Linked DNA regions of Mus musculus: all the other regions are linked to region 2. Evidence: chromatin contacts called from public HiChIP or PLAC-seq data. All regions are on one chromosome and are shown on one strand. Each heading gives the region's core, a stretch centred on a gene start, on an enhancer-like site or on the middle of the called end of the contact. The rest is flanking DNA. Distances are from core to core; before and after follow the strand shown. Region 1 holds the start of 4930546K05Rik (RIKEN cDNA 4930546K05 gene). Region 2 holds the start of Mir100hg (Mir100 Mirlet7a-2 Mir125b-1 cluster host gene). Region 3 has its middle 18 kb from the start of Gm36227. Region 4 overlaps Sorl1 (sortilin-related receptor, LDLR class A repeats-containing).

Region 1 (4,545 bases), core at 1,249-3,748, 830 kb after region 2:
CAACTCGCATTAGAGCAGATTCTTCTACTCAAATGACGCAAGGCTTTTTTCCACTTGTTTTTCTTTCTAATTTGGACAGATCTCTGCTGTATTCCCTGTCCACCCCCTTAACCCCCACTGCAGGATCATAAACCCCAGCCCAAACTTGAGTCCTTGAGGTTTTTGGAGTCTGTCACATTGGAAGTGTGAGATACAGCCATCTGGCAGGCTACAAGGCAAGAGGTTTTGAAATATTTATGTTTGTGAAGCATGAGCCATGATTTTTAACTGTGTGTTAGAAGCTGAGCAGGCACACACTTGGGGCCTAGGCAATGCAGCCAGCAGCTCTCAGCTGACTTCTCCCTGTAGGAGGAAGCAGGCATGAAGCCTGCTCCATAAAGAAAGAGAACACAGAGTGGCTCTCTTTCCCCTTGCTTGGCCTTCGGTGTGCTTTCTAAAGGAGTATTGGTTGAGAGAGAATGAGCTGATGCTGAGATTAATAACTGAGGATGCTCTCGGAGGCCCTATAAGCTTTAAAAATGCTTTACAGAGCTGGGCACTGAAGAGTAGACGAGAAGAGCCCATCTTAATCAGCAGTGTGAGTTTAAATTTGGGGCTCTCTGGCAAAGTATCTGCAAGGGCCATTAGCTTTCATTAATTATACCATAAACAGAATTCTAGTGGAAAGAGCCACTGGTTACAGGAGGCAGGATTGGGAAGGTGGCTCAGGGGTCTTCGGGTGACAGTGGCACCCTGGATCTGAGTACACAGCTTTCCTCTGAGTACAGAACAGCCACACGGACCAGCTGCATTTCCAGGGATGGAGAAGGACCCACAGTCCACATCCCAGGAGATCATCATCTGCGATTTCATCAACTCTGTTGTCAAGCACAAGGGAAAGAATAAAGACCCGTTTCTGTTCTTTCTTTTTCTCTTTTACAATTTCAGCTGAACTGGTGGGTATCTGCTCACTCTTGTGGATGGTGGTCTCGGGACACTTTCAGGTTATTTTTAAAAAGGTGGGCACTCACTGAAAATGAGCAGTCTGCTTTTGTATTAATTTTGAAGACCATCTGTGATTGATTTACTAGAATGCTAATAATATTTTGCTTTCCTATATTTTCCTTCAAGAGCCTCCTAAATGTCTTCCCTAGCCTTATGCAATATGTATATGTATGTATATATGTATGTATATGTTTATGTGTATATGTGTGTATGTATGTATATATGTGTATATGTGTGTATATGCATGTGTGTTTATGTGTGTATGTATATACATATGTGTGTATGTTTATGTGTATATATGTGTCTGTATAGGTGTGTATATGTGCATGTGCATCTATATGTATATATGGCTATATTTGGATATGTAACTGTATATGCATATGTATGTGTGTATGTGTATATATGTTTATGTGTATATGTGTATATACATGTATATGTGGCTATATGTTTATATGTAACTGTATGTGTATGTGTGTGTATATGTTTATGTGCATATATGTGCATATGTATATATATGTCTCCATAGCTTGTCTGTAGAGGTCATTGTCACAGGTGGTACATGATGATAGGACTTCATGGTGGCTCCAGTTACAGGGAGCCAACCTTAGAAGCAAATGTTCTTCTTAAACCTAGTGTTGATGTGAGGGGTATCTTCTTCTAAACACGACTGTGCGTCAGCTTTGGGGATTTGTGTTCTGGGGTACCCTCTCTACCTCAGAAAGTAGAGTCAGAGAAGAAATGAATGACTGGGCTTCAGGGAAGCCATTAGGCAGCTACCGGTGAGTGTGGAGCCAGACACTGTGCTGAGGTCTCATTTTCTCCATGTCAGTGACTGTTGCACTGCTGTGACTGTGATACTGGACAGAAACTGCCCAAGGAAGGCAAGGTTTGCTTGAGCTCAGGATTCCTGAGAGTTTTAGCGCCCCACAGTGGGGAAGCCAAGGAAGAAACGCTCAGTCTGTGTCGGTGGGAGCATGTGGTGGGGCTCTCCACATCCGGGAGGATTAGAAGGCAGAACTCATGGTAGAACAAGCCAGGCCTAACCTTCAAAGGCCCACTCCAAGTGACTCACTTCCTGAAGTTTGGCTCCACCCTCTAAGGTTCCACAGTCTTCCACAATAGTTCTGCTGCTTAGAGAAGTGGGCCTGGGGAAGACATTGCACATGCGAATCATAGCATACTACATAGCAGTTCTGTGGGGAGGTGAGCATTAGAGCCCATCACAGATAAGAAAGCTATGGGTTAGAAAGGTAAACAACCTCTCGTTAGTATGAGGCCAGGATCTGAATGCAGATCATTTTATATAATAAATTGAATGCTTATACTAGGTACTGTAGTTTCTAGAAAGACATAGTTAGGAAGCATTTGGAAATTAATCTACCCCTGGAAGCAATCATCTTTTGAGTCAGAAGAACCATTTCCTGTCTCTAACCCACCTTCAGCTCCAGTCATAGGGCCCAGTTAGGGGCTCTTCTTGACACATTTTCAGTGAGCACTGAGGCTGAGAGGTTTTGTTGACTTAACTAGATCTAGAATCACCATGGAAACACACTTCTAGGTGTGTCGGGGGAGGGGGGGATTGTAATAGATTAGGTTGAGGTAGCAAGTTTCCCCGTAGATGCAGGCAGTTCCATTTCCTGGAGTCCTATAGAAGTGGGGAGCTAGCTAGCTGCTCATCAGCGTTCACCTGTCTCTGCTTCCACACTGGATCTACAATCTGGTCACCATGACCACCAGGTTCCTCCAGCATGATAGACAGCGTGATAGACCTGCCTGAAACTGTTATTCAGAAGAAACCCTTCACCTTGCTTTTTCGGTAACTTTGTTGCAGCAACAAGAAAACTTACCAATATGGTAGCTCTTGGTGTTAGCAGGAGCCTAACTGCTTAAAAGACTGAGAGGTTTGCCCAAATAAAGAACTTATCCCAAGGGCCTGAGCAGCCAGGAGGGTGATTCTAAGTAAACAGGTCTCTTAGCTCTGGGACTTTGTCATCTCACCGAACGAGAACATGGAATGAGTCACTTTGTGGTATCTTTCCACTCCTCTCTTGGCACCCCTGTCACATCCATGTGGTTCATTCAAGCAGCTTGTGAAAGTACCATTCTAGAACCATAGTTGAATGAACCACATACTTGGCGCTGTTTGTTTGGCTGGCCCACTTTCCCTTACACTACCACTTACAGCCATATCTCTGCATGGCCACCCACTACTGGCCTCCCTTCACCCTCCTATACCTACTGCCGAAGAGCAAGATGGGATCAGAGTCCCTTCTCAGGGAACAGAGCCTGACGGCTGGACCACTAACGTGTGAATTTGTGAGCCAGTTACAGATCAGGTCTTCAGATAGAAAAGAGGCGAGTTACAAAGATAGACACAGAGATGAGTCAGAAGCAGACTCTCTCCTTCTGCTTCTACTCTCCTGCCTCCGGCCCTTGTTTCCAGACGCATCCTGTTTGCCACTTTATAATGAAATTCTTTTGTTTTTCTGTAGACCTGCCTCTGGTTTCTGCACTAGCAACAGAGGATTTGGACTTTGTCTGAGCTTTGTGAGTTAGTGGCCTACCTTAACTTGTTCTTTGAAGTCCTGGTGTTAGGTCCATTTTCCCTGTAGGCAAATTAATTTTGCTCAGTCCAGAAGCAACAGTTTATCTCTGTATCTATTTTCACAAGGTGAGAGAGAGGCATGGATCAGCAGTGCTGGGAGATAAACAGCCGAAAAGCAAATGTACTGTAGAGAGCGAGCATCCATTATCCTGGATAGTGATCGATGGCTTGTTAGCTGACTGGTTTGGTTTTTTTTTTTTCTTTCTTTCTTTCTGCTTCCTGTCTGTGCAGCCTATAAACCTGAAGATGGGAGGAGAACAAATCTTGTACATAGAAGTAGTTGCTTTTCTTTATGTCTCCAGAAAGATGTTAGCTAAGAAGACAGAAAGTCTCTGCTGGTGTCAAATCAAATGGGAAGGAGAGTGAGCTGGAGTGAGAGAGAGCAGCTCAGAAGTGGGGGTGGGGGTGGGGGGTGAGATAACGTAGCTGCAGGCTCTTGGGGCCTGCATGCTGTATCAATATTTCAGAGCACAGTAGGGCTGTGGTCCCCAGCCTCCTCCTTTGGATTTCCTAAATGTAATGCACGGCAGGGAAGCAGCCATGTGGCACATGTATGCCTTTCCTAGGCAGCTATAACAAAACACCACCAGCTAGGTGGTGGCTTTGTTTTTAACATTTATTATTTTATGAATGGGAGTACACTGTCTTTCAGACACACCAGAGAGGGCATCAGACCCCCCATGACAGATGGTTGTGAGCCACCGTGTGGTTGCTGGGAATTGAACTCAGGGCCTCTGGAAGAGTAGTCAGTGCTCTTAACCATTGTCTCACTGTCTGCCTTCACATCCTCCCCACTGTTTATCTGGCTCGTGTCCACCTCTCCCCCTTCTTGGAGTAACATCAGTTTTACTGGATGAAGGACTTGCTGTGCTGGCCTATGACTTCACCTTAACTAATTATACCTGTACTGAGCATATCTCCAAATGAGGTCACATTTTGAGATACTGTAGATTTGG
Region 2 (4,549 bases), core at 1,439-3,938:
TAGAAATGGCTGCTGTTGCTTTATGGCTTTGAAATACGCCACTAGACCTGGGTCACAGCATCCACTCCTTTATGCAAATGTTTTCCCACTGAATTTCATGCTCTATTTTAAAAAGTGTACCAGTTCGTGTCAAAGATAATAAGATCAGTTATAGGGGTGAACAGTTTATAGACTTTTCTATGCATGCTATCTCATCTAACACTTAATAAAGTTAGACTATACTCCCCTCCCCTTTTAAAGGGTATATCATTTTTAATAATCAAATACAATTACATGATTTCTCCTTCTCTCTTCTCTCTTCAACTCCTGCCACACTGCCCTCAGTCTCTCTCAGATCCATACCTTCTTTTTCTTAATATTATTACCAGTGTGAGCACTCATTCACATAAACACATAAATACAAACAATCTGCTGAGTCCATTTGACGTTGCTTGTGTGTCTATGCCTTTAGGGCTGACTACCTGGTGTTGAATTGACGTTTAGGGTGCTCGTTCTTGTGCTTTTTGTGAATTTCTGAATATTTTGAATATTTTTCAAGCTCCAGAAAGGCAGGGCAAGGAGCACTTTAGACCAGCCCTTCTGTGCCCTGCCACAGGGAACACCAGCTTTGCTCTCAGGCCAGTCTCTGGTGACAAAATTGTTTAGGCAGGCAGTGTTGCCCTGGCATGTCCTTCACTGTGATAATCTGGCTTGTGGTAGAGCTCAGAGAGTATCTTTGCTAGTCTGACATTGCTCTAGCCTTTCCTCTGTTCAGACTGTCACTGAAAACCAAGATCAGGGTTTTGGTGGCTCGGGACTGCCTTCCTGGGCAGAGAACAATGGCTGCCCCTCCCCAACCCGCCCATGCTGCAACCAGCACGTCAGGATTCTTTGTACCAAAATCCCAAGCAAAGATGCATTTGTTCAGATCCGTGGTGTTAGAATATTGCAGTGTCTTGTGACAGGAAGGCGAGGCTCAGCCTTGATAGCACCATCTCCTCACTTGCTCGATCCTCACAACAGTGGCTGGAAGGGCAAAGAAAGCTACAGGGCTCATTTTTGGGCCGGGGAATGGTTGCCTGGCATGCTTAGAGAATCCATCTTCCTAAGTGGTTTTCCTTTCCAGTCACGTTTTACTGCTGAAGTTAGTCAGCGAATTAATAGCTGCAGAAAATGCAGAGCTCTTTTCTTATTACATTCTATCGATCTGATTGCAGTGCCATTAATTGAAAGACTCGGGAAGTGTGATGGGGAGTTGAACTCTGGATTCTCCCTGCCTTTGGGTCCAGATCTGTCTGAAAGGAGCATTTTGGTCTGACGTGAATTATTCTTTCTTTGTCAGTTCTTGTGAGAGCTTTATTCAGGCCTTGTGAGATTTACAATGTGAAATCGTACACTGTCTCTGCCCTTAAAGGAAGAGGAGAACTCAGAGTGTGTGTCTGTGGGCTTTCTAGGAGTTGGGAGTTAACCCATTTTGGACAGCTCTCTTTCGTAGATTACCTACATATGGCAGAGAGGAAAAGAGAGACTCCCCAATGTGGAAGGCAGACATTTTGCTCATGTCTTAAGCAGTTTTATTTACAATGTTGCATGTTACAAGGTTGCTTTGGCTTATTTCCACTCCCCATTCTCAGAATATATGAAACCCCAGAGACACTGGTATGTAGTTAGAGATTTTGTTTATGGTTATCTTGCTATGTTGATTGCTTAACCTACTCTTCCAAAAGATTTTTTTCCCATAAATTCAAATTAACTTGAGAATTTTTACATACATCAGGTATGTCTGCATACATATTTCATAAGTACGTTAATATGAAAAATTTAAGGGGGTCTTCTAAAATATGTCATTGGGGGCAAAAATCTCCAGATCAGATTAGAACACACTAGACTTGGTTGCTTTGGTTCACAAAGTAATGCCCAGGTATTTGTGTAGTAGTTTATTGTATTTTAATGAGATGAGAGTTTATTATTTAAAAATTTCAGGCTAGATACCCAGATTTTCACAGCACATTTAAATCTACCACAAAGGGTCACTCATCTTTATTTTTTTTTTTCTAGAATAATATGGTTTGGATGCATTGAAAAGTTTAGTATGTGTTATTAATAACACATGTCCAGCCTAATGTTTTTATTCTTCTGGGCGGGCCTATGCTAGAATTTTCTTCCCCAAGGTGTGTCTGAATCCTGCTAATGCTTTCAGCCTGCAAAGACAGGAAGTGCACACACGGCCACAGCACATGACCCTCCTTCTAGAACACATCTTGAAAATGTTTCGACTGCTTTCTGAGCACAGGGACAATGGCTTATGGTTGGGGGTGGGTGTGCTCTTCTCCTGCCTGACCTTTGGCTTGCTGAGAGATGTGTATGGCTACCCTGGGCTCTCTCAGCTGCTTTCAGGCTGCAGAGAAGGCGGCACCCACATTGGGAAGCAAAAGCTGTCGCAGGCTGCCTTGCCCATGACAGCGTGTCTAAAAATACATCCACCGAGATGCAGGCATATGCTCGCGCCTCGGTGTGAAGGAGCTCTCGCCTGTGTTTCTTGCTATCCCCATCTAAATGCTGGAGCGAGGAGTTAAATTATTCCAGAAGGCCCGCCAGGGTCTGATTTGCCACTGTCTGCTTCCTCGTTGCCTTTGAATGGGACCCTTGATCCAAGGCTTTCAGAGACCAGCCGGTGCTGATGGGGGTCCGTGACTTGGCGGTGGCGCCTGTTTGCTCCTTCTCTGTCTCGAGCATGGTTTTCTATCCTGCCGGGGAGGGCGAGAGCGCTGGGCAGAGGTGGCACCTGACCCGCTAGAACTCCGATGTCACTGCTGTGGCTGTTACTCCCCTCGGCAAGAGTCAAGGCGCACGCAGGACGGTGGGTCACCTCGCTGGCTATTTTGCACATTTCCTTTCTTCTCCTCAACCTTGTTAGGTTTTTTTCTAAGTGCCCAGGGGTTGAGGGGTTTTCCTAGCCCCTCTCTATCCTCGATCTATTCTGATTTGAATCTCTCTCAGGATTTGTAACACTTCCTCTCATTAGGAAAGCTTTGCTAGACTCGCATTCCCTGTCTCTGTAAACAGGGTTTTTTTTTTTGTTGTTTTTTTAATGATTTGTTGTTTTGGGGGTCTCTCTTTTGAATGTCAGCTCCAAATGTCTTAGCTTCTGGGGCTACCTCACACACTGAAACGGTTGTTGAGCTATTGTACCCGAGAGGAGAGGACACAGAAATGGCTCTTTAGAATAATAATCTCAAAAGGGAGATGAGAAAGACCCCAGAGGACAGCCTGTGCTCCTGCTCCAGCCTGGCTGAGAAAAGGGGGTCTCCAGGTGAGACTACTGTCTCCTTTACAGAGTCAGAGAGCGTCAAGATACTTTGTGTCTCATTTAAAATGATTTTAATTCTAACAAGAGGGACTAATGAAAGAAATCCCATTTCCCATGTAGGAGAAAGGAGAGGCACAAAGCACACATATGAAGGGCTCCAGAGCACACCATTCCTCTGGAAACCGGAAAGTGAGGGAGAGCGATTGTTACCTAGTCTCTCTCTCTCTCTCTCTCTCTCTCTCTCTCTCTCACACACACACACACACACACACAGAGTTTCAGAGTAGCAGTATTTCTGTGTCCTTGGCCACCCAAGGCAGTGCATTGTTTTTCCAAAGGTTATGTGGAGGTTTTTGTAAAACGAAATAAAAAAAAATTATTTATTTTATTTCAGACGGTGAGTAAGCTCAGAATGCATTCAGTACTAACCAATACAGAATACAGACATGCCCAACATAAGCTGTTATTCTCCACGAGCAACCAAACACCACAACACACACACACACACACACACACACACACACACACACACACACACACACACACACACACCCTCCCCCTCAAACAAACAAACCCAATGTTAGCCAAAATCCAGACTGCCTGTAAATCTTGAAGTGTTTTCCTCTGTGGAGAAGAATGAACCTCCCCGGATGCTTTTCTGCAGCTGAACATTTTCTATTGCTTTTCTTCTCTGCTCAGTCTCCCTTGCCTCTTTCTTAGGAGCCACTGAGACAAAGAACAGTTACTTTTAGCTCCTCGTATCAGCTGGCTAAAATGGAGAAAGGATCAAATACGCTGTAAAGAGAGGCATTTTTGGTTTTAGTTCAGTTTAACGTATCTTATTTCCAACCATGCCCAGGAAGCACATGAGTTTATGGATGTGCCATAGCTAATTACTTGACTGGGTCTGTTCATAGCCAGAATAGGACATAGATTTGAGGGGGTAAGTAAAAGGCAAAACAGAGAGGCGCCGCTGTGTACATCCTGTGAGCTGCGCGATGCAGCTGCTGGAACGTATGCATGTCTTTCCAGCTTTGTCCCTTCAGAGGCGTTGAAAGTCTCAGCTAGTGCTGACTAATTGATATTTGTAGTCACGGTGATAGGCTCCTCAGGTCAGACGCGCATGCAGATGTGTGTGTTGATGCAAATACTAAGGAATACACAGGCTCACTTACACGGGCAGGTGGTCTCCGTACCAATGGAAGTGTGGTGGAGGTGATGGGGCATACAACAGAGGGAGAGAGAGAGAGAGAGAGAGAG
Region 3 (4,716 bases), core at 1,854-4,353, 560 kb after region 2:
CCACAGCTTTAGACCTCCCTGCCCAAGAAAGATGCAACAGAAGACCCCGCTGTGGGGCTCCTTCCCCTGGTGACTTTTTCACTGAGCTGAACGACCACCTGTTTCTCCCAAATATCAGAGCATCATCCAAATTCTCTGCACTGTGCGCTGGGATGCTTTCGAGCCTGGGTCTCTTTCTTGGATCCCAGGAAAACAGGCTGAAACCCTGGTAGGTAGATAAAAAGACACGGATTGCCTAGAGCCCCTCAGGCCACTCGGTGATTCCTCCCGCACCCGCCATGGCAGCAGTTGAGCAAGAACATTAGTGTAACCTGTGTGGGGGAGTGACTATGAGCTTACCGACTCTACCTCCTTCCGAAGAGCAAGCTCCCACAAACCCTTTTCCCTCCTCCACCTAGTCCCTTCGCTGGCATGGTTCTCTTTCCTACGCAGAATTTATGCAGTTACTCGCTTTCACAAGCACCCAGGCAGGCTGTCTGGAGGCACCACCTGCTGCCAAGGCTATGGCTGAGGAGATCAGCAAACACTATCAGGGAGCCAGGCACCCAGTGGACCTATTTTCTGCTCCTTCAGCCAAGCACCCCCTGTAGCCGACTCCTGGGGCCCTTGCCAGATCCTGCCACGCATAGATCCTGCAGGGGAGAGCAAGAGACTGAGCACAGGGTCTTCCCTGGCTGCGCCCCTGCACGTGCACGCGGGCAGGTGTCCCTCCCCTCCCCCTTCGATTCCTGCGCAGGGCTGTGGTCCTTTGTGTCTGAGTCTCCTCGCGCGCGTCTGCTCTAGACTGGGTGGGGTGGGGGAAGCCGGAAGCGGCGTCTGGGACTTGAAAAATGCCTAGAAGGGTGGACCTTTCCATTCACAGCCCCGACCCCCTCCAGGGCCTCCATCCCCCTCCCCCATCATCCTCCTGCAAGCCCACACCACATCACCTCACCTCTCTTTCTCAGTTTCCTCTCCCCCACCCCCCGCCCCCGCCCAGGTCATCTGGATGTCATTGTCCCTGTGGTGGTTCCCCAGCTACGAGTTTGCATTCGCTGCCCCCACGTGTACGGAACTAAACGCACTAAAGCACCCCCACTCTGCATACCCTATACAACTTCACTTCCGGGGAAGACTCTCCAGGTACCTCATTCCCTGGCTCCATGATCCTCATAAAGAATGGCTTCTTTATCCCCAAAGAGTAATGAAAGGGGCCTAGGGGATATTTAACAAGAGCAGGGGGCACCGCCAGGAAGGGGACTACGTTTTTTTTGTGTTGAACAGTGGGTGGATGTGCTGCCTTGTGAGGCTTGGGCCAATTTCGTCCTTTCCTTAAGAATATAGGAGAGCAGTCTAATTCCCCTCCGCTCCTCTAAACGCAGACTTGGGAGGGGTGTGTGTGGACGGCTATACAGTGAACCCCATTAAAATGTTTTCCTTTTATTTAGCTTCAAAAGCTGTTACTTCATTCGATAACAGCATATATATATATATATATATATATATATATATATATATATATATGTATGTATGTATGCTGAAAAAGATCAGCAAAAACCTAGGACATTGTTGCTTTAAGAATCTAGACGAAAACACCTTAAATGAACTCTGCAGCAGACAGTTGAAGGGGGAAAAAAAAAAGCCCTTCTCTGGCCCTTGCTGCTTTTTGCCATTATTCATGATGTAATTTTTCAGGTGTTAGTTTGGCAGAGAAAGATTGGAACTGGGCTTGTTGCTAGGACATGAATGAAGAAGAGGAATCTCATTGGTTCCCCAGTACTTGTCTGGAGCCAATGAGATGGAAGGGGATGGAGTTGGGAGGGAGGCCACCAGGAAAAAAAAACAGAGAGAGAGAGAGAGAGAGAGAGAGAGAGAGAGAGAGAGAGAGAGAGAGAGAGGGAGGGAGGGAGGGAGGGAGGGAGGGAGGGAGGGAGGGAGGGAGGGAGGGAGGGAGGGAGGGAGGGAGAGAGAGAGAGAGAGAGAGAGAGAGAGAGAGAGAGAGAGAGGGAGGGAGGGAGGGAGGGAGGGAGGGAGGGAGAGAGAGAGAGAGAGAGAGAGGGAGGGAGGGAGGGAGGGAGGGAGAGAGAGAGAGAGAGAGAGAGAGAGAGAGAGAGAGGAGAGAGAGAGAGAGAGAGAGAGAGAGAGAGAGAGAGAGAGAGAGAGAGAGAGAGAGAGAGAGAACACTTCGGCCAGACTATTAATGCTTTGCTATGTTAAAATGAAGTGGAATACTGTGAAGGTGGGGTATTTTAGAGTATCTTAGGGTGTGGATGGTCAGTGGTGCCCAATGGACCAAGGCTGAAAAAATAAGCATTTAAGAGGCAGCTTTGTGTCGACTACCCTGGGTTTTTCTAATAATTCATTGTCATTGCCAGTCTGGAGCAAGATGCAAGCAAGGCCTCCTATGTTTAACACCCTTAACCCGCTGCCACACACCGTCTGGGGTCTGCAATGATGCTAAAGCTGGAGGCAGGAATGCTGGTGCACAGGCGCTGGGATTTTTCCTCTAGTCTTGACTAAGTGAACCCCAAATAACCTTCTGCTGTGTAAGTGAACCGGCTCTTGGTGTGAACTGGGACTCAACATGTTATCTGCCCAAGGCATTGGAACAGGCTCCCATCACACATTGCCATGGGCATCTCAGTGGGTAACAAGATCTGGCCCAGCCAAACCCCCAGTTCCAATGCCTTCCACATGGCCGAACACTGCAGCAAAGAATGTCACTGGGTTTCCTGACCAGCGGTATAAAATGGTCACCCACTTAAGCATTTTGAGCCCCAGGCTCCTGGCTAGCACAGTAAGTGACTCTGGGTGCCAATCATGCCTGGTTGCTTGATTTTGAGCAGTTCTTTGCAAGTAGGGAGGAAGAGGTGTACTGAGCCTGCAAGGCCCCGTCTTTTCCTCCGGGAGTTCTACAGGGCCTAACAAACACTGCTGCTTACCATCACCTATTGTCTGAGCTGCAGCTGTATCCCACACCTTTTTCTTTAATAACTGGGCAGGGCTTTGAGCTGAGTGATTTGAAACACACACAATAAATTGACTTCTATTGGGTTATAGACCAGGCTGGTTTATTTACACCCTGGAGGAGGCTCAACCTCTGCCAGATTCCTGACTTCAGAGATTTTGTGGCTGCCGTCCAGCAACATAAAAGGATTTTTCCTTGTAACCGGAGCACTTCCTAAAACCACAGGCAGTTTCAATCAATTACCATCTCTGGATGCAATACAAAAATTTTAAGGGACTCAAAAGGACCAGGACTGTTTTTGACCACAAGTCTTTCTGGATCCATAGCAGGAATTGATTTGATATTGATTTTTTTTCCTCCTTGTCTGTTCCTGGGTCCTCCCCTGTTGCTGCAGATTTAGGAGGATAGAGGGTGGTGCACGGATAGAAAACAGGAAGAGGTGAGACAAGAAAGATTTCTAAACAGGCCTTCTTTTTCTGTCAACCTAACAAAGCGGAGGCTCTGTTCACGTAGCTCCATGTGCGGACCCTAATTGTCACCCTTCAGGTGACAGGTACCATGTGAGCCTCAGTTCAAAGCCAAAGTCAAAGCTGAATAAACCTGATTTCAGACAGCCGGCATTTCAAAATAAAAGTTTGCAGCCTGAGCCTCAAATGGAAGTCTTCCTGCAGTCTCCAGGAGTCTGATAGAGTGCAGCACGGGGCAGGCTGCACACACCATTGTTCTCAGTTCTCATAAAACCCAACTCCCTGGCAGAGTTAGCGGTCCTGTCCTAACTGAGCAGAGCCCCCAGGACCGGGGCCAGGGGTGTAACATGCAAAGAAAAGATGCCACAGGCTGCAAGGGGAAGTTCAAAGCCATGCAGCTGCCAAGGAGAGGAAGGGGAGTCTTAAAGGAAAGAAGGGAGTCCCTCTATGTTTCAATGTGTAGATGAATTGGGTATTATTTTATATTTAATGGAGGAACTGGCTGACAATCCTAAGACCTAAACTCTCTTTAGTGAATTTAAACATGAAGAGAAGGATATGGCTTGCTTGGTAGAGTGCTTGCCAAGCAGGGGTGAAGCCTGGGTTCCATCTCAAACCACCTCACAAACTGGATGTAGTGCACCAGCCGGGAAGTCTAGCAATGGGAAGGTGGGAGGGAAAGATTCTGAAGTTCAAGGCCATCCTCAGCTACCCAGCAAGTCCGAGGTCAGACTGAACGACATGAAGCAGTCAGTCTCTAAAGGGTCAGTCAGTAAGGAGAAGAGCCCTGAAGCCAGTCGAACAAGCAGTTAAGCCACACAGGTTCATTCCAAGCCAGCGCCAACGCCCAGCCTCTAAACATCCAATGTGTGTGTCATTAACGCTGCTGTATAAAAGCATTGTCCTTCCTTCATGCAAAAAAAAAAAAAAAAAAAACTTACAGAATCCCACACAGATGAAGAGGTCTGCTTAGTGATGCCTAGAGAGCCTGGGCCAGGACCAAACTGGGACACTGCATTTAAGCGAGGAAGGGAGCCTTCACCAACAGTCTTCAGAAATGGCCACATTTGCATTGCCACTGTGTGAACTACAAGCTAATTATGCTTTGTTGTAAGGGAAGCAAATTATACTGATTGTACAATAAAAGCTATTGTCGGTCCCATCATGACTCTGAAAGATGCAAAAATATTGACTGGCTCTAAATAGCATTTTACTTTTCTCCCTATAGACAGCAATTTTTAAGGCATGGAATGACCAAAGATGGCTCTGTTAAGCAGTCATTGGGCAAAAGTGTGTCAAGAG
Region 4 (4,487 bases), core at 1,410-3,909, 600 kb after region 2:
TGGACTCCAGAAAATCAAATAACCCCATTAAAAATGGGGCTCAGAGCTAAACAAAGAATTCTCACCTGAGGAATACCGAATGGCTGAGAAGCACCTGAAAAAATGTTCAACATCCTTAATCATCAGGGAAATGCAAATCAAAACAACCCTGAGATTCCACCTCACACTAGTTAGAATGGCTAAGATAAAAAAATTCAGGTGACAGCAGATGCTGGAGAGGATGTGGAGAAAGAGGAACATTCCTCCATTGTTGGTGGGATTGCAAGCTTGTACAACCACTCTGGAAATCAGTCTGGCGGTTCCTTAGAAAATTGGACATAGTACTACCGGAGGATCCCACAATACTTCTCCTGGGCATATATCCAGAAGATGTTCCAACCGGTAAGAAGGACACATACTCCACTATGTTCTTAGCAGCCTTATTTATAATAGCCAGAAGCTGGAAAGAACCCAGATGCCCCTCAACAGAGGAATTAATACAGAAAATGTGGTACATTTACACAATGGAGTACTACTCAGCTATTAAAAAGAATGAATTTATGAAATTCCTAGGCAAATGGATGGACCTGGAGGGCATCATCCTGAGTGAGGTAACCCAATCACAAAAGAACTCACACAATATGTACTCACTGATAAGTGGATATTAGCCCAGAAACTTAGAATACCCAAGATATAAGATACAATTTGCTAAACACATGAAACTCAAGAAGAACGAAGACCAAAGTGTGGACACTTTGCCCCTTCTTAGAATTGGGAACAAAACTCCCATGGAAGGAGTTACAGAGACACAGTTTGGAGCTGAGACGAAAGGATGGACCATCTAGAGACTGCCATATTCGGGGATCCATCTCATAATCAGCCTCCAAACGCTGACACCATTGCATACACTAGCAAGATTCTGCTGAAAGGACCCAGATATAGCTGTCTCTTGTGAGACTATGCCGGAGCCTAGCAAACACAGAAGTGGATGCTCACAGTCAGCTATTGGATGGATCACAGGGCCCAAAATGGAGGAGGTAGAGAAAGTAACCAAGGAGCTAAAAGGATCTGCAACCCTATAGATGGAACAACAATATGAACTACCCAGTACTCCCCCAGAGCTCGTGTCTCTAGCTGCATATGTATCAGAAGATAGCCTAGTCAGCCATCAGTGGAAAGAGAGGCCCATTGGTCATGCAAACTTTATCTGCCTCAGTACAGGGGAACGCCAGGGCCAAGAAGTGGGAGTGGGTGGGTGGGGAAGCGGGTGGGGGACTTTTGGGATAGCATTGGAAATGTAAATGAAATAAATACCTAATTAAAATTTTTTTTTTTAAAAAAGGAGAAAGTCTATCATCAGGAGTTTTGCCATTTGTTTTCTGTAGGACTTTCCCAGGGCCTTGACTCTGCCATGACTCTCCAGAGGGAGGCAGAGGAAGGAAGTATCCACTCTCAGGAAGTGCTAACAGTACAAGACGGGGTGAGCTGAGGGCATGGAGAACTACAGGTCTGTTAGCATCCTGAAGGCTCGGAGACGAAAGCCACCAACAAAACTCCTGCTCATCTGGTCTGATGCCAGTCTTCCTTGTCATCCCGACTGGATTAACTCCATCCTACGAAAGACTTGAGACATGTTTCTGGGTGTTTCTGCGAGGGTCTTTCAGAGGAAGTAAGTGAGGGGAAAGAGCCACCTTTAATGTGGGTGGCACTGTCCCCATGGGCTTGGGCCTTGAATGCAATGGAGGAGGAAAAGGGAGGAGCTAAGCTAAGCACCAACTGTCCACTTCTGCCTCCTAAAAGCTAATGAGCCCTGGGCCCTGCCTCAGGCTCCGGCTGCCATGCTTTCTTCTCTGTGATGGACTCTATCTCCCCAAACTGCCAGCCAAATCCTTCCACTCTCAACTTACTTCTCGTATCATATCTTGTCACAGTAACAAGTAAAGAAAGTAACTAAAACACCGCTCAATGGGGTACCTTGCGATCCCAGTACCACGGGTGCTCAAGACGCATATCAGTACCCAACTAAATTGACGCCTAAGTGACTTTCTCTGGCACACAGGCAGTACTTGAAACGTGTTTTAGAAAGATTATCAGGAAAACCATCCCATGCCTCTCCATCCTCAGACCAGGACCCAGAGAGGACGGTCACAGGGAGACTCACCTGAGCTCAGTTCATCGTACAGCAGCACGGCGGGCTCCCCACAGATCTGGCTACCAAAGAGACACCGCGCTTGGACCGTGAAAGTGTAGTTATGACCCATCTTCAGGTTGGACACTTTAAAGAAATTGTCCGTAGTATTCCCGAGGTAAGCGGTGAGATTCACAGCGCTGTCAGACATGTGGATCTCATAGCCCTGTAAACAAGCACACACTGAATGAGGGACCTGATGGCTTCTGCCACTAGCTCCAGCTAGAGGCGGTACCTTTCTGCAGGCTTTTATGTAATGCTAATATACTTCAGTTTTCTTGCTAGTTCTTTCGATGATGTGATTGTGATATTAAACTCAGAAAACAGGACTTACCCTACTTATAACGTGCATAAGAGGAAGTGCAAGGTACGGCAGCTGGAGAGCCATCTCAACCATCACACACTCAAAGTTCGGGCGGCAGCTGCTGTGTCCTGTGCCTCAAAGAGCCTGGGCATCTCAGTGATGCTGTGCAGTAAGGGATCTGACTAGCGACACCCCGTGGTGGCAGTGGGTGCAGGCAAGCCCAGGGAACATGCAATCAGAAAGGGAGGCAGGCGCCTCCCTACGACAGAGTGTTGGAAGACTGCTGTCATTCACTTCTTGTCTCCTTGCTTTCTAGCTCTTTCTAGCCTGATCCCAGAGCCAGACAGCCTGATGCACTTAAGACACAGAAGCACTTAAGCAGGTTGCGGGCTTAGAAGCACTAAGCTTTTTTCTGATGATCTTTCTCAAACACATTTCAACCTGCTTAAATGCTTCTAAGGAGGATAGGATGAAGTAATCTCTCCCCTTGTCACCTCAGGAAATCCCTGACCGTTGCGCTAGGAAAGTGACAGGCCAGGCCCCAGATGCCAGCTGGGCTCAGGCTGGTGGCCAGGTTCCCTGCTGCCCTCCAAACCGTCCAGTGCCAAACTCTGTCCCCATTGGAGCCCACCACATTGTCAGTCTCTGTTCCTACTCCATGGACCTGTCTCTAATGTTAAGCCAGGAGGAGGAGAGGTGAGCTCACTATGCCTGTGCCAGCACCCTCCATTAGAGATGGAACCCTGACCTGCACTGTCAACTCAAAGCTGGGCTTCTGCTGCCCAGATAGGCTCCCGTAATGGCAACCGGATGCCAAGATGGGCTTCCCAACACCTGCCTGGCATCCCACACCTGTACCTCTTCTTACAAGCTAGTCGTCAGTATTTACTATCTGGTGTGAATCCAGTGTGGAACATTTGTAAAATATGTTACAAGGAAGCAATGAAAAATGATACAATGTATACAAGCCATCTCTACTTCCTGTTAGGCATTTATGTTTCTTCCTCTTATCATGAAGTAGACTCTATCACATTTTAATGCATTGCTTTTCTCAAGAGTAAAATCTTAGAATAACGAGGTCAAGGAATGTGAATGTTTCAATGTTTCTGATAAGTAGGACCAAAGAGCCTTCCAGAACTTTGAACTAACTTGTACTCCCCAGCTGCCCCTCACACTAGGGCTCCATGTCTCTGTCACTGGCTTGCTCGGGGCTGTTTTTTTTGTTTCCTGCTCATGGTTGCCGGAATACCTTACTGTTCATTACACTTTTCAATACTGGAGTATTTCTGGGTGGATTTGTTACTCTTATGGAAATTTACCACGTAGATATCCCAGATATGGGAGCTGTGAGGACTCTCACAGATGGGGAGGACTTCCAGGGTGAGAGCCTGGCTCTCACGTTACACTGCATTAAACCCTTGGGCTCTTCACCCACACTGTTCCTCCAGGTGATGGTAGCTGATCCTCACAGCCTTACTGCGCTCACAGCCCTACTGTGCTCATACTTTTCTTTCAAGGGGACTCACTAATAATGAGTCTACTCTCCTGGGTAAATCACTTGGGTCTCACAACTCCTTCCTTCCCATGGTGGACAGAGTACTGGCCTGCCAATAGCAAAACAAAGTGTTTTTGTTTTTTGTTTTTTCCCACAAGCCAACAAAGTATCTTCACGTACTTCTTGTACTTCTTGTTCCTTCTAATTACTCCGGGGAGACCGTGACAAGGTAGGTGCTAGGTTGAGAGTGTGGCTCAGTTTCCTGGTGCTGGAACCTTAGCCCAGCTGTCAAAGGGCCGGGAAAGGGAGGCGCACTCGGTTCTAACGCTGAGGACAGTCCGGCTTCAGGAAGCACCAAGGGTCCCCCACTCACTGCTCTCTTCTGAGGACAAGTGTGTGGCTGGTGAGTGCTGAGCGCAGGCATTCTTGAGCTTAATATAAACATCTCACTCATCAGCATGTGGTCCTTACATTCTCACGCCTGCTCTGCCTGGTTCCTTCCTTCCTTCTTCACGCTGCCT

What was found. HiChIP or PLAC-seq counts read pairs in DNA pulled down with a chosen protein or histone mark.
Region 1: an H3K4me3 HiChIP or PLAC-seq map of craniofacial prominence shows a contact between it and region 2, with 5 times the contacts expected there. The contact joins the promoter of 4930546K05Rik here to the promoter of Mir100hg in region 2. A contact is called at or near these places in 2 of 115 datasets of contacts at active chromatin or transcription factors (craniofacial prominence and differentiating embryonic stem cells).
Region 3: an H3K4me3 HiChIP or PLAC-seq map of embryonic forebrain shows a contact between it and region 2, with 7 times the contacts expected there. The contact joins the enhancer-like site here to the promoter of Mir100hg in region 2. A contact is called at or near these places in 3 of 484 Hi-C or Micro-C datasets (MC3T3-E1-derived osteoblasts, cerebellum and uterus), 12 of 115 datasets of contacts at active chromatin or transcription factors (craniofacial prominence, differentiating embryonic stem cells, embryonic basal ganglia and 8 more) and 1 of 9 other capture datasets (embryonic stem cells).
Region 4: an H3K4me3 HiChIP or PLAC-seq map of embryonic hindbrain shows a contact between it and region 2, with 7 times the contacts expected there. The contact joins the enhancer-like site here to the promoter of Mir100hg in region 2. A contact is called at or near these places in 1 of 39 promoter capture datasets (the SN4741 cell line) and 7 of 115 datasets of contacts at active chromatin or transcription factors (craniofacial prominence, embryonic basal ganglia, embryonic forebrain and 4 more).

What each region holds. Positions count from the first base shown.
Region 1 is chr9:42,206,733-42,211,277 of GRCm38.p6, forward strand. It overlaps 4930546K05Rik (RIKEN cDNA 4930546K05 gene), which reads right to left and starts at 2,499. Exons shown (of 7, transcript NR_040754.1): 1 at 2,421-2,499.
Region 2 is chr9:41,373,838-41,378,386 of GRCm38.p6, forward strand. It overlaps Mir100hg (Mir100 Mirlet7a-2 Mir125b-1 cluster host gene), which reads left to right and starts at 2,689. Exons shown (of 5, transcript NR_131928.1): 1 at 2,689-2,839.
Region 3 is chr9:41,935,093-41,939,808 of GRCm38.p6, forward strand. No RefSeq gene overlaps it. Among named protein-coding and RNA genes, the nearest start is that of Gm36227, 18 kb to the left of the region's middle. Within about 2 kb of position 3,104, at least 59 of the 459 cell types and tissues checked have an H3K27ac peak or open chromatin away from gene starts, as enhancers often do. A contact at or near this core is called in embryonic forebrain, forebrain, neural progenitor cells and 2 more, where this site is marked.
Region 4 is chr9:41,971,797-41,976,283 of GRCm38.p6, forward strand. It overlaps Sorl1 (sortilin-related receptor, LDLR class A repeats-containing), which reads right to left. Exons shown (of 48, transcript NM_011436.4): 46 at 2,141-2,333. Among named protein-coding and RNA genes, the nearest start is that of Gm16214, 49 kb to the right of the region's middle. Within about 2 kb of position 2,660, at least 15 of the 459 cell types and tissues checked have an H3K27ac peak or open chromatin away from gene starts, as enhancers often do.